Linked DNA regions of Sus scrofa: all the other regions are linked to region 4. Evidence: chromatin contacts called from public promoter capture Hi-C and targeted proximity ligation data. All regions are on one chromosome and are shown on one strand. The core of a region is the stretch at or near the end of the contact, and the rest is flanking DNA. Distances in the headings are between cores, read along the strand shown.

What was found. Promoter capture Hi-C pulls out the DNA fragments that hold promoters and counts their contacts.
Region 1: a targeted proximity ligation map of alveolar macrophages shows a contact between it and region 4. A contact is called at or near these places in 2 of 5 promoter capture datasets (fetal liver and liver), 7 of 47 Hi-C or Micro-C datasets (heart right ventricle, liver, mesenteric adipose tissue and 3 more) and 2 of 2 datasets of targeted methods (alveolar macrophages and skeletal muscle).
Region 2: a promoter capture Hi-C map of liver shows a contact between it and region 4, with 8 times the contacts expected there. A contact is called at or near these places in 3 of 5 promoter capture datasets (fetal liver, fetal skeletal muscle and liver), 20 of 47 Hi-C or Micro-C datasets (adipose tissue, alveolar macrophages, brain and 10 more) and 2 of 2 datasets of targeted methods (alveolar macrophages and skeletal muscle).
Region 3: a contact with region 4 is called in a targeted proximity ligation map of alveolar macrophages. A contact is called at or near these places in 4 of 47 Hi-C or Micro-C datasets (epiblast stem cells, heart right ventricle, liver and 1 more) and 2 of 2 datasets of targeted methods (alveolar macrophages and skeletal muscle).

Annotation. Positions count from the first base shown.
Region 1 is chr3:68,640,291-68,643,896 of Sscrofa11.1, reverse strand. It overlaps DCTN1 (dynactin subunit 1), which reads right to left and starts at 1,335. Exons shown (of 28, transcript XM_021087359.1): 1 at 399-1,335. It overlaps LOC100737572 (a long non-coding RNA gene), which reads left to right. Exons shown (of 3, transcript XR_135162.4): 2 at 70-206; 3 at 3,095-3,606.
Region 2 is chr3:68,458,740-68,461,989 of Sscrofa11.1, reverse strand. All of the region lies in intron 4 of M1AP (meiosis 1 arrest protein), which reads right to left. Among named protein-coding and RNA genes, the nearest start is that of DOK1, 37 kb to the left of the region's middle.
Region 3 is chr3:68,480,709-68,484,294 of Sscrofa11.1, reverse strand. The region is part of intron 7 of M1AP (meiosis 1 arrest protein); the gene reads right to left. Among named protein-coding and RNA genes, the nearest start is that of DOK1, 15 kb to the left of the region's middle.
Region 4 is chr3:68,561,960-68,565,650 of Sscrofa11.1, reverse strand. CCDC142 (coiled-coil domain-containing protein 142) reads right to left here and starts at 2,178. Exons shown (of 11, transcript XM_021087333.1): 1 at 633-2,178; 2 at 237-323; 3 at 8-157. The coding sequence starts at 1,707. TTC31 (tetratricopeptide repeat protein 31) reads left to right here. Exons shown (of 13, transcript XM_021087337.1): 3 at 1,012-2,007. The coding sequence starts at 1,968.

The sequences.
Region 1 (3,606 bases), core at 86-2,585, 79 kb before region 4:
TGCTTGGGGCCTCTATTTTTTTTTTTTTTCTTTCTGTTTAACACAACTTCTCAACCGTGTGCCCCTCAGGAAACCTGTAGCTCCGAATGGGTTCAGGGGTGCCTCGGGCGCTCCCAGGAAAGGAGGTGAACCCTTACAGTTCTGGAGGAATTCGGAGGCGCAATCACTCGGACCCCGGGAGAATACCGCCAGGCTGAAGAGCTCAGGTGGGTCGGACCGGCCCAAACCCGAGTGAGCACCCACCCCACCCCCGGCCCCGGCCCACCCCCGCCGTCCCCCGCCCCGCACACTGGGCTCCCGACTGTGCCCTAGGCGAGCGCCGAGGCCCCAGAGCACCGCCAAGAGCCTCGCCAACACCGTGGGGGAGGAGGCGGTTCCCAGGGTCGCCGCCTCCGTACCTGTCCTGTCAGGGGCTCCGCGCCCGGCTCCGGGCCCCACCGGCGACCGACGCCCAAGCCCTAGCTGGGCCCGCCTATCCCGCATCGGCTGCCCGCAGCGCCGCCCGATCCCTGCGGGCGCACCCCAGTCCCCCTCGCCGCTGAGGCCCTGAGGCGTTCTGGGTCGGGGGAACACGTTACTCTTCCCCGAAGACCACCCGCATTTAAAAACAGCGCGCTGAGCGCGGCCGAGGAGACTTCGATCAGGCACAAAGCTGGACACCTGGAGAGAAATAGGCGCGTGCGCACTGCGCGTGGGAAGGCGATTAGGACCACAGGAGAGAGGCCAGCGGCGGCCAGCGCCCTCTCCCGGCAGAGGGGAGGCAAAGGACTCCTTTGCGTTGAGCATGTGTGTTCCCCAGAGGGTCGCTGCTCTCTTGAGTGCGAAGCCGCTAACGAAAACAGTATCGATAAACCGTATTTCGCCAAGTAGTTGCGGGAGAGAATAAATTTTGCTGTTGTTCAGTATTATCCATCATATGGGGATTCAGGCATTCTAAGACCTTATGATGAAAATATAAAATAATGCAAATGTACATAATAGAATTTTGGCTTTTTTTTTTTAATTTAAAGAAAGAAAACGTTAGAAAGTATAAAGTCCTCGGGAGTTCCCTTGGTGGCTCCGCGGTAACAAACCTGACTAGTAGCCTTGAGGATGAGGGCTGGATCCCTGGCCTCGCTCAGTGGGTTGGGGATCCCTCACTGCCCTGAGCTGTGGTGTGGGTAGCAGCAGGGGCTCGGATCCTGTGTTCCTGCGGCTGGGCTGTGGCGTGCGTGGGCTGTCTGTTACAGCTCCAGTTGGACCTCTAGCCTGGGAACTTCAATTTGCCGCGGGTGCGCCCCTTGAAAAAAAAAAAAAAGGTACAAATTCTTTGGCCCACTGCACCTGTTTCTAACAATGGGGGAAAAAAAACAAAAACAAAAACAAAAAACCTAGAACAAGTGTTCCAAGATGTCTGCACAAGGATGTTGGGAGAGCCGGAATTTACTAGACAATGGGTTCCATTTCGGTTTACTGACTACGGGAGATTTTTGGCTTAGTTACTTAACCCCTCCCAGCCTCTGTTTCCTCTTTCATAAAATGAGAATGTTAATGATAGAATCTACATTAGGAAGATTGTGAATCCATGTATAGAGTCTGAATTTTAACTAGTGTAATGTATGTTTATCTCAGTTAATCTCAGATTGAAAAACAACCTGAGGAGTTCCCTTGTGGTGCAGTGGGTTAAGTATCCAGCGCTGTCACTGCAGTGGCCTGGGTGGTTCCATCCCTGACCCAGGAACTTCTACATGCCCTAGCCAACAAATAAATAAATAAATTTGAAGGCTTTTAAATTCACTGTATACATATATTTTGTTAATTGTGCTAATATCCGTAACATAAAATTTACATTTTAAGTGTACAGTTCAGGGCACTAAGCACATTTACATTATCGTGCAGCCATCGATCGCCATTATCCATCTCCAGAATTTTCTCATCTTTCCAAACTGAAACTCGGTATCCATTAAACACTAACTCTCTTTTCTCCCCTAACCCTAGGCCCCAGTAACAAGCATTCTACTTTCTGTCTCTACGAATTTGACTATTATAAGTACCTCATATAAATAGAATCATACACTTCTCTCTGGCTCATTAAGGATTGGCATTGTCACTGCAGAGGCTTTGCATTGCTGCTGTGGCATGGGTTCCATCACTGGCTCAGGGATTTTGTCATGTGAGCACAGCCAAAAAAAAAAATAATAATAAAATCATGCAATATTTGTCCTTTTGTGTCTGGCTTATATCTTCAAAATTAATTCATGTTGAAGTACTATGTTTTCTTTATCCAATATATATGTTTTATTTATACCAATATACCATTTTATTTATCCATTCACCCATCAATGACCATTTGGGTTGCTTCTAGCTTTTGGCTATCACAAATAAGCACATTTTTAAAAACATAAATACATGTCCCATTCATCCTATTCCCAAGATCCCTACCCAAAGCTATCTGATTTTTGTTTGCAGTTCCAAAGTCAGTCTCTAAAAACTTAAGCATTTTAGATGCAAAGAGCAGCTTTCTATACACACTGTTCCAAATCTTGTTTGTTCAATTGACATATAGTTGCTTTACAATGTTATGTTAGTTTCTGGTATACAGCAAAGTGATTCAGACATATAGATATACATCAATACATCTCTATCTCTATATAGATATATCTAGATATATATACATTCGATATATCTATATATAGATAAATAAATTTTCAGATTCCTTTCCATTATAGGTTATTACAACCTATTGAATATAATTCCCCTGTGCTGAATTTGTTTTTATCTCCACTGGACAATACATCTTGGAGACTGTCTATATTAGTACATATTGATCTGCCTTGAAACTTTTGTAACATATATTTTCAATTTGAGCTGGAGCCATCCCTCTGAGTGCTTTAACAACCTTTAATGAATTAATGAATATGCTGAGCTTTCAAGTGAGGATGAAACTTGGGTAGAATCCGGGTAGTGATACAGGAAAGACACATGAAAAGGGTCCCACTGACTCTAAAGGACAGGATGTGCAAACAGGAAACACGATGTTTCTTTTATACTGAATTAGTCTGAGTGGTCTTCAAAGAAAATTAATATTGTCTTTGTCTTATGTATTTTTTCATAGGTGCTAACCTGAGGCCCCTTCTGATGGGGAACCTGAACAGGACCCCAAGGACCCCAAAATTTCCTCCCAACCTGTGATGCTGAACAGAAGAGAACATCTGTTCACTTTTGGGTGGACTCCTAGGCACTCTGGAACACGGGAAGTAACCGAGAGGGAAACACCACCCTTTGAATAAACAAATTTTGTTTTCCAGAGGGAGGAGGTGGATTTCAGGCTGAGAGACTTGGAGAGGTAATTGGATAAAGGCAGCGAGCAAATCAAGGGTGACAAAGCCAGGCATGGGAGAGGACAGATACAGGGGAGAGAAGCATCTACATCAGCCATACCAGGCTGTCCAAAGGAAATAAATGTAGGAGTTGCCCTTGTAGCTCAGTGGAAACAAACCCGACTAGTATCCATGAAAACACAGGTTCGATCCCTAGCTCCACTCACTGGGTTAAACATCTGGCATTGCCGTGAGCTGTGGTGTAGGTCGCAGACATGGCTCTGATCTGGCATTGCTGTGGCTGTGG
Region 2 (3,250 bases), core at 635-3,134, 100 kb after region 4:
CAATATTTCATTCTTTTTTCCTGTATGGCTGAGTAATATTCTGTTGTGTATATATATACATATACACACATATATTGTTGTATATATATCTATGTATGTACGTGCATGTATACACACACACTCACACACACCCCACCTCTTTTTTATCTATTCATCTGTTAATGGGCACTTAGGTTTCTTCCATATATTGACGGCTGTAAATAATGCTACAATGAACACAGGGGTGCATATATTTTTATTTTTTAATTTAGAAAAATTTTTATTAAAGCATAGTTGATTTACAACGTTGTGCCTATCTTTTTAAAGCAGTGTTTTTGTCTTCTTCGAACAAACACCCAGGAATAGAGTTGCTAGATCATGTGATAGCTCTAATTTTTAATTTTTTTGAGGAACTTCCATATTGTTCTCCATTGTGGCTGCAGCAATTTACATCCCAGCAACAGAGCCCAAGGGTTTCCTTTTCTCCACATCCTTGCTGACACTTATGAGTGGTCCTTTTGATAGTAGCCTTTCTGACAGGTGTGAAGTGATCGTGGTTTTGATTCGCATTTCCCAGATGATCAGTGATGTTAAAGATGAGAGCCTCTTTTCATATGTTGACTCTTTGTATGTTTCTTCGGAAAAACGTCTATTTAGGCCCTCTGCCTATTTTTAATGGTTTCTTTTTTTTATTTTTTTAATATAGGTCCTTGTATAGGTCCTTTGGCTATTTTGGATATTACCCCCCTTTCAGATATATCGTCTGAAAATCACTTGCAAATATCTTCTCCTGTTCAGTAGCCTGCCTTTTCATTTTGACAGTTTCCTTCACTGTGCAAAAGCTTTTCAGTTTGATGTAGTTTCATTTGTTTATTTTTGCTTTTGCTTCCCTTGACTGAGGAGACCTATTCAAAAAAAATATTGCTAAAACTGATGTCAAAGAGCGCACTATGTTTTTCTCCTAGAAGTTTTATGGTTTCGGGTCTTACACTTAAGTCTTTAATCCATTTGGAGTTTATTTTTGTATATAGTGTTCTTTCCAACTTCTTAATCTACAGGTTCTTGGGAGAGCCATGGAGCAGAGCTCCTTCCTTTGCAAAAGTTCTCAAGCAATCGCCGTAGAGGTGTTGTGCTTCAGATTTGAGTCATCTGTTTTTGCAGGGACCTTCTCAAGGACAGTCACATTACCCAAGCTAAAGACTAGTGTGTAAACTGAAACACTTTTTTTTTTTTGTTTGTTTGTTTTTTAGGGCTTCACCCGCAGCATATTGAGGTTCCCAGACTAGGGGTCGAGTCGGAGCTGCTACAGCTGCCAGCCTACACCACAGCCACAGCAGTGCCAGATCTGAGCCGCATCTTCCGTCTACCCCACAGCTCATGGCAACACCGGATCCTTAACCCACTGAGTGAGGCCAGGGATGGAACCCGCAACCTCATGGGTCCTAGTCGGATTCGTTTCCGCTGGGCCACGATAGGAACTCCTAAACTGGAACACTTTGAAGGGAGAACTTCTTTTCCATTTTCTCTGTCACTGGTCCAGGCATTCATTTCCTTGTGCCTGGATCACGGCAGTAGCGTCTCAGCTATTTCATCAAACTCCATCCCTTCCTCTCTGGTACTTCTTACTACCAGCTAATGTTTCTAAAGCATGGTTTCTTCAGATCCTTCCTTTGCTAAAGAGCACATAGTGCCTTCCTGCTGTCAGCTTCTTTACTCCCTTTACTCATCCTGTACCACTTGTTACTATTCATTATTCCTCAGATACCCCCATTCTTCCTGTATTCTGTGATGGCTCAGACACCCTCCTCTTCTCTTCCTGCTGAGACGCTACATCCCCAGCCCCCCGCTCAGTAGCTTGTGCAGAGCTGAGGCTTAGCAAATGCCTGCTGAGTTTAACAACTGCTCCCTCCTCCTCAGCTCTCATTGCTTTTTCCTGAAACTCTTCTGTTTCAACTAAGTTGGTCTCCTTGCCACGTGACTTCCTTCCTTCCTTAATGCTTTTATTACTCTTGTCAATCTACGGCCTGCACCTCCTCCAGAATTCAACTCAGAACTAACTTTGTCCAGGAAGTTATGCTTATTTATTTATATCCTATTTGGCTGTAACCAGCACCCCCTGGATATCTGTGGGCTCCATTTGGGCAATATTAATTTACTTGTTACTTTGTTTCTTCTAAAGGGTTTTCTTTTCCTTAGTTTATGAAAGGTGGTGGAATATAGCAGAAAGACCCAGGGTTTGAATCGCAGCTTGAAAGCTGTTAGCTATGTGACTTTGGGAAAAGTGGGGATAGTATAAAATATTTCATAGTTATAGGAGGCATAAGAAGTTAGGAGTTTTCTTTGCAGCTCAGTGGTTAACGAACCCGACTAGGATCCATGAGGATGGGGCTTTGATCCCTGGTCTCGCTCAGTGGGTTAAGGATCCAGTGTTGCCGAGAACTGTGGTGTAGGTGGCAGACCTGGCTCAGATCCCATGTTGCTGTAGCTGTGGTGTAGGCTGGCAACTGTAGCTCTGCTTTGATCCCTAGCCTGGGAACTTCCATATGCCATGGCTGTGGCCCTAAAAAGCAAAAAAAAAAAAAAAAAAAAAAAAAAAAAAAAAGAAAAGAAAAAAGCAAAAAAAGTAAGATGATACCTGTGTAATCAGTAGGCCCAACAAAAAATGGTATTTTCTTCCTTTTCTCTCGTCAACAAAGTGATTTGCTATTGTAAGAAAAGAATGTGCTTTCCTTTTTTCAAACTCTTTTTTTCCCCCCCATCACTTGTCTTGGTGACTTTCTTCCTATCACAACATGCATAATACCAACTCCGTACTGTGTTCCTCACAAATTTAACTAAATGTGCCAGACCTGAGGCATGGGGAGGAGACTTCTCACTCCTCGGGGGTTGAAGAAGAGCTTCCATGCTGACTGGTGAGCAGGGCAGTCAGTGAGACTGGTCACACTGAGGTTATGAATGAGAAAGGTTATGGGAGTGAAGGCACAGCTCTGAGTGTCTGGGTGTTTATGACAAATGAGAAAGGGCTTGGTCCATTGCAGTTTAGGGGCAGCCAGCATTCCCATTCTGTTTTTGGACCTACTCTGCCCCCTTGTGGCCACAAGCAGTGACATTCACCATTGAGCTCTTTTTTAGGCTTTTCTGGAAGGGCCGCAGTAATGGGAAAGACTAAGAAAGCCGCATGATTGAAAATAAAGTAATGCCTAAGCAATCCTTCTCAGAAGTCAACCCTGAAACAGGGTTACACAATTGGAATATGTTTAAAATGGGAGAA
Region 3 (3,586 bases), core at 290-2,789, 81 kb after region 4:
TTTTGTACAGTTTAGGCACAGTGAGGCACTCTTATTATGTAGGGGATGTGGGAATACTCCCTAAATGCAGGTTCCCAGAGGCAAGCCAAGGGTCAATCTTTCAAGCAGGACTTTCTAAGGAAAGGAATCTCAGGCCTGCAATATTAACTTTTTTTTTTTTTGCACAATCTATAACAAGTATTAGTAATCAGAAAATTTTCCACACAAAAAGTCAAGGCCCAGATGGCTTCACTGGCGAATTCTACCAAGCCTTTAAAGAAATAACATTAATCCTTCAGAAATTCTTCCAAAAAAAAAAAAAAAAACCCAGAAGATGGAACACTTAGCAACTCATCTAAGAGGTCAGTATTATCCTGATACTAAAAACAAAGACATCATGAGAAAATGATAGACCAATATCCCTTATGAGTGTAGATGTAAAAATCCTCAACAGCATACCAGCCAACCAGGTCTAACAACATATAAAAAGGTTTATACACTACAAGTGGAATTTATTTTAGGAATACAAGGTTGGCCTAATATCCAAAAATCAAACAGTGTCATACAGCATGTTAATAGAATAAATGACAAAACTACATATTCATCTCAGTAGATGAAGAAAAAGTATAAGATAAAATTCATGATAAAAACATTCCACAAACTAGGATTAGAATAGAATTTCTTCAAGCTAACAAAACCTCTACAAAAAAAACCCTACAGTTAACATCATAGTGGTGAAAAATGGGTTCCTTGACCCTAACATTAGGAGCAAGACAAAGATACCTGCCCTTGTCACTTCTATTTAACAATGTACTGGAGGTGCATTCAAGGTCACGAGGTTGCTTCCCACATTTTCTGGACCATTAGCCCCCCTAGGATTCTGAGTATGACCGGAAGGAGGGGGAGAGACACTCATAAAGAGATTGACTGGGTCAACAGCCTAGCACTTGGGGACTAATATTTTTAACATTTTATTTAGAAAAATATAATAATGTGACCCTTCTCACATCAGAGAGCTAAGGTGCATGTCATACCATTTCATTTCTCAGTTCTGTGAAGGTCAAAATAGATGTGCAATAGGTACATGGGTGAGGAAGGGACAAAAAGGATGAATGGGGCAGGCTGTGGTAGGGGCACGAAGGACTTCATAGGGCAGGTATTTAAACAGAATTTGGAAAAAAAGCTTAAAAATCTGTCAGGTGGATGGAGGCAAGGGGAAGGGAGCAACATGAAAAAGGGTGTGGAGGTGTGAAACTGTTTAGCGTATTTGGAGAACATTTAGTAATTTATTAGCGTGGCTAGAGTGGAGGATAGAAAAGGGATGTGGTGAAAGATGCAGCAAGAGAAACAAACAAGGCTAGGTCACAAAAAGCCCCCTGATGCTGTGCTATCCTGTTGTCCCAGCCCCTGTATGGATCCTCTGCAGGCTGTACACGCCAAGTACATTCTAATCCCTTTTTTTTTTTTTTTTTTTTTCAAATGGCTCCTGACCTGCCATCACCCCACTCCCAGCTTGGATTCTTGCTGTTGACTCTCCGCCTAGTATAACCAAGGACTTTCCATTTCCCCACCCATTTACAGCCCAACGAGGGCATTGCCTATGTACCTAGACTCCTGCTGGACACATCTTGGCTTGAGTTCTCTCACTTCTGTGGCCAATTAGAGCAGACATGGCCTGTAAAGCTCTGGAATGTGTCTCCAGAAACTCTGACATTTTAAATAGGAAACTGAAAGATGTAGGTGGTATTTTAATTTCTTTTTCTAGCTCACACAGACATGACTTTGTAAGAGAAATGAGGATGTGGAAAATGAGTCACCAGATATATTACTAGGACTCTGCAGTAGGATTTGGTAATTGAAATGTTATTCTGGTGATGAATAAATTCATCTAATAAATACTTGGAAAAAAATATGATTCCCTGCCACATTCCACGAAGTAGTTATCCAAGTTTAGAAAAAGGCGACAACAAAAAATGTATGAAATAAACAGCTAGAGGGATTGGGCAAAGGAAAAATAAGGGCAGGGCAATAATAGAGCCAGGATTAGATGAGATCATAAAAATGCGATACAGTCACTGGAGCCCCAGAACTTTTCCAGATATAAAGTCTGGGAAAAGCTATCTTGTGGATCTTTATTGATCAGTGAATGTATGTCAGAGAACTGTGCTATCCTGCTGTCCCAGCCCCTGGGACAATCAATACGACTGGGAATTTCATATGGCTATAGAGTGGTTAAGAGTTGCTCCTAGAGTCAAACTTTGTGGGTTAAATATTGACTCTACTATCACTGTGTGATCCTGGGAAAGATCTTAACTTCTCTGGGCCTCATTTTCCTCATCTGTAAAACAGGGATAACAATTCTCACCTCATGGGATGGTTATGGAAATAATATAAATTAATATTAGTGGAATGTTTAGAACTGTTTCAGGAACACAGTAAGCACCAGGAAGTGCTTTTTGTTTTTTTTTAAGGGTTGCACCCATGGCATATGGAAATTTCCAGGCTAGGGGTTAAATTGGAGCTGTAGCTGCCAGCCACAGCCACAGCAACGTGGGATTCGAGCTGCGTGTGTGACCTACACCACAGCTCTGGCAATGCCAGAACCTTAACCCACTGAGCGAGGCCAGGGATCGAACCTGCAACCTCATAAATCCTAGTCAGGTTCGTTAACTGCAGAGCCATGAAGGGAACTCCTATTTTTTTTTAATTTAGTCATTATTAGATAATGTTTATTAACTTTTGTTAAATTAAAAATAATAATTCTTAGATATAAGTCTCTAAAAGCTCTGAAAAATGCAGTTAAAACACAGGGCTCTCTTGTGATCTGGATTGACTTAAAAGTGAAATTTATGGGACTGTGTGGATGGCACATATCTTTCAGGAGAGACTGGGAGAATGGGATATCAAGAGCCTTGCCTATCTGCTGTAGTGCTTTTATTCTGAGGAAAAGGAACTAAAATACTCAGATAAAACAAAATAATCTGTGAGGAGGACATAAAGATAGAACATTCAATTCTCAAGTAAAAAAAATCAGGGAATGGAATGACATTTAAGGCTGTAGTTGTTTAAAATTCATTTTGAGATTTCCCTTCCTGGCTCAGCAGTTAATGACCCTGACTTGGATTCACAAGGATGAGGGTTCGATCCCTGGCCTCACTCAGTCAGTTAAGGATCTGGCATCGTGTAGGTTGCAGATGCAGCTGGGATCCCATATTGCTGTGGCTGTGGCTATGGCTGGCAGCTACAGATGTGATTTGACCCCTAGCCTGGGAACTTCCATATGCTGAGGGTGTGGCCCGAAAAAGAAAAAAAATTCATTTTGAGAAGTTACACAACATTTACAGTTGATGAGGCCTGGTGGGGGGGGCAGCTGTCGCTAATGACTAGCATTTAATTATGGCAGTGTGGACTTTGTTCAGAAGAACCACTCTAAAAGAAGGGGAGGAAGAAGAGACAGCATTGAATGAGCTGAGCTGTGCTTATACTTGTAAGAAAACCCAGGAACCTGAAAACGAGAACATGCTGGAGCCAGCTAACTACCTGAGAGTAAACCAGAAAATGTATTATAGATGTCTAGCCATATAAGAAATGCAAAAGGGAATAAATG
Region 4 (3,691 bases), core at 929-3,428:
GTCTCACCTGGAGGCTGGTAGAGAGGCAGCCCAGATCTGGGTTCTCGAAGGGCATCCAAGAGAGGAGGGAAGAGCTTTTGCAAAAGTTCAGTGGTATGAGAGGATGAAGGAAGGCTGCTCTGATTTCCACTAGCAGATCCCAAGGCCTGGCAGAAGCCTGAAGATGAAGGGGTACGGTTTGACAAGGAACGGACGATCTGGGGCTTGTGTCACTGCCACAACTCCTTCCTTCTCACCTTGATCCCAGCTCCAGATAAGAGACTGATGAATTAGGTTGCCACACAAAGAATCCAGCTCCTTCTCACACTCCTGAGGCAGTGATGCTGGTGAGAGATATGACTCTGGAGCCTGAAAACAAGGCCTCTCTTTTCCACAATCACTGCCCACTCAATGATGGGGGAAGAGAGGAGGCTTCTCCCAAGACTGGAAGTTGCCATGGAAAGCAAGACTGCTTTGAAACCCCAGAAGCAATGGCCTGAACACCCCCCACACACACCAGGGGGAGGAGAGATGGAGTGGGGGATGTTCATTCTAATGGGCTTGTTTTGGTTGTTAGGCGTCAGGTGAGTGAAGTGAATAAAGAAGAAAGAGACCCCAGCCTTCCCAAACGCCCACCCGGACCCATCACTCACCCCGACCGAGTGCCTGCCTCAGCTGTTGTGCCACTGCCCTGGGGTCCCTCCAGGGTCCTAGACATAGGTCCAGACTCTGAGCACAGGCTGCCCACAGAAAAGTCCAGTACTGGCTCCACAGGGCTCCAGCCCCTCCAAGCCCCAGTCCACTGCTGGCTGAGCCTGCCACGCCCCCCATCAGGCCCAGTAGACCTGGCAGCAGCTCCCGCTCCTCATGGCACCGCCTCCGGAGCTGGTCCTCCAAGCCAGATCCCTTGAGCGCCTCATCTAGCCATCCTGCCACCTGGCAACCCCGTTCCCCCGTCAGGAGGCGGAGCACACGGGCGGGGGGGAAAGGGCGCGCTGCCCCGGGAACGTGGCTCAAGGCTTTTCCCTGCAGGTGGTGGTAGGCGGGAAGTGCCAGCAGCAGGTCGGCGAGTTGGGACGATAAGCCTCGGCTGGCAGGCGCCCGGCCCAGAGCCCGAAGCTGCATCTCGATGGTAGCATCCAGGCGCTGGGCTGCTAGTCCGACGAGGCGCGCCAGGAGTTGCGACGCGGGGGTCTCCCGAAGGCTGCTTCTCAGGACAGCCCCTCCAGAAGGGTGCGGCAACACGTCCCGGCACAGCTGAGGCAAGCGACCGGGGCCAGGGGATGGAGCGCCGGGACTCAGGATCCTCAGGAGGCGCACGGCAGCCTGTAGGTGGCGGGCGCAGTCCCGGGCTTGGAGGAGCTGTTCCCGCTCGCGGTGCAGCCGCAGCAACACCGCCCGGCGACGCTGCAGCGCAGGAGGGATCGGGACGCCAGCTGCCAGCTCCTGCCCCCAGTCCGCGGCGCCAGCATCGCTGTGCTCTCCTGCGTCCTCCCGCGTTGGCGCTGCCCACCACGGCTGCCCTCCCGGAGCTACGGTGGGTCGTGGGTCTAGGCAGGGGATGCTCCCGGCAACGGGCAACTCGGGCCAGCCACAAACGTCCCCGCGGAGAACTCCCGCCCGCTTTTTCTGCCACTGCTCCTCCCCAACGCCCCGAGACTGCGCCCCCAACGGTGGCACGTTAGCTAGCGGAGGCAGAAGGCCACCAGCTCGAGACGCCTGGGCCATGAGACGCCGTGTCCGGAACGAACCGAACGATTCCCACCTTCCCTCATTACCCAACGCCCGCGGCAGCCGCGGCTCCGCCCGGTCCCCAGAGCCGTCATCCCTGGCCCGGCAGCCGCCGGGACCGTAATGGACTCTCTCGCGCTCCGTAATCGGAGGCTTCTGCCCCCAACAAAGATGGCCGCCCACCCCGTCCTACTCCGCCCTTCGGAGGGTGTCAAATACCAGACTATCTTTCACTTTCGGGTCACTGTTGACGGGCGATGGCGCCGATTCCGAAGACTGTGGGGCTGACCAAGCTAGGTAAGCGGGTGAGACCAGATGAGAGGGGGTCCAGGAGGGCTGGGGCAGCCCTAGTTGGATCTATTTTCAGTTACGATTTTGTGCTTCACGCGGTAGGCAAAGGGCTTGGGCCCACCTACCCGGAGGCCCCCTAACGCGCCGCCGCCTTCCTTTCCTATAGACTGTCCTCTGCGGCCTGGCTGTCCGCTAGGGGTCGCTGATGTCCCCAAACTCTGCAAAGAATTCGGTCCTGAAGACTACGGCGACGAGGTAAAAAGGATTCCTAGCTCCCCACCGCCGCCACCACCACCACCCAGCCCTAATCATCACGATCACGCCTCTATTCTACCTTCCGAGCTGAGCCCCACCCCGGCGCCCCGAAGGGCTACTAGCCCCGGGACTTTGGAGAGGCGTAACGGTGGGAACAAGGTCAAGCAGCAGTATGCAAGAGGAGGGGCGGGGAACCAGGGGCGACTCAGCGTTGATAAATGCTTAAAATGGGCAGGGTCGGGCAGAAGAGGGTCTGTAAGTTGAGTGGGAGTGGGTAGTAATTACTTGGGGAAAGATATTAAGAACAGAGGGGGCAGTGTGAGCAAAGAGACTAAGGCAAGGAAAAGGTAAGAGAACTTCACTGAAGTTTGACTTTAGTTATGGCTTTGGTTGGAACCCTAAGAGATGAGGTGAGAAAGAAGGCAGCATTTGGCTTGTCTGGTACTCTGGTTTGGATGTCCTCAAGCAGGGGCTGGATTCTTGAGGGAGGGACAGGATCAGATTTGGGAGCGCTGAGAAGCTATACTTCCTTCTGCTTCCTGGTTGTTTCTGAAACCAAACTCAGCAAGCCCAGAAGGTAATTCATCATCTTTGCACATTAGTTGCTTTCCCTCTCATCTTAATCTTGGTTAATAACACAAACTTCCATCCAGTTGCTTAATCCTGAAATCTGAAAATCATTCTTCCATTACCTTACCAGTGAAGTCAGTCACTAAAATCTACTTCTGAAATCTATTGAATCAAACCCATTATGTTCATTTCTCCTTCTGCTGCTACTGCCTCAGTTCAGTAACTCACTTTTTCTGGCCTGAACAGTTCTAAACGGCCTGCTAACTAAATATTTCATGCCTAGACTCATCTCTTTCCCCGGTACTGTTTCATTGGAGCATTTTACTCCTTAGATCAGATCCACTTCTCTCACTAACAGGGCAAAGTCCAAACTCACTAGATCACACAGGTACACATGTTCTTCAAGCACAGCTCCTGGCTGCATCTCTGATACAACAGCTTCCTCACCCATATCTTTGCCTTTGCTCATTCAGCATACATACACGTGTTGAGCATCAGCTATGTGCTGAAAGCTGTTTTAGGCACTGGGAGGAAAACAGTAAGCCAAACAGACAAAAATCCTTCTATTCAGAGAATTAGAAGTGTCTAGTGAGGGTAACTGGTCAACAAATAAACACCACAGTATACTGATATGAGAAATGCCAAGCAAAACCAAGCAAGAGGATAGGAAGCCCTGAGAGGAATTGAGAGGTTTTTCTTTTCTTTTCTTTTTCTCTTTTTTTTTTTTTTTTTTCTTTTTTTTGGCTGCTCCATGGCATACGGATTTCCTGGGCTAGGGATCAGATCTGAGCCACAGTTGCAGCCTAAGCCGCAGCTTCGGCAAGCTGGGTCCTTAACCCACTGTGCTGGGCCTGGGATCAAACCT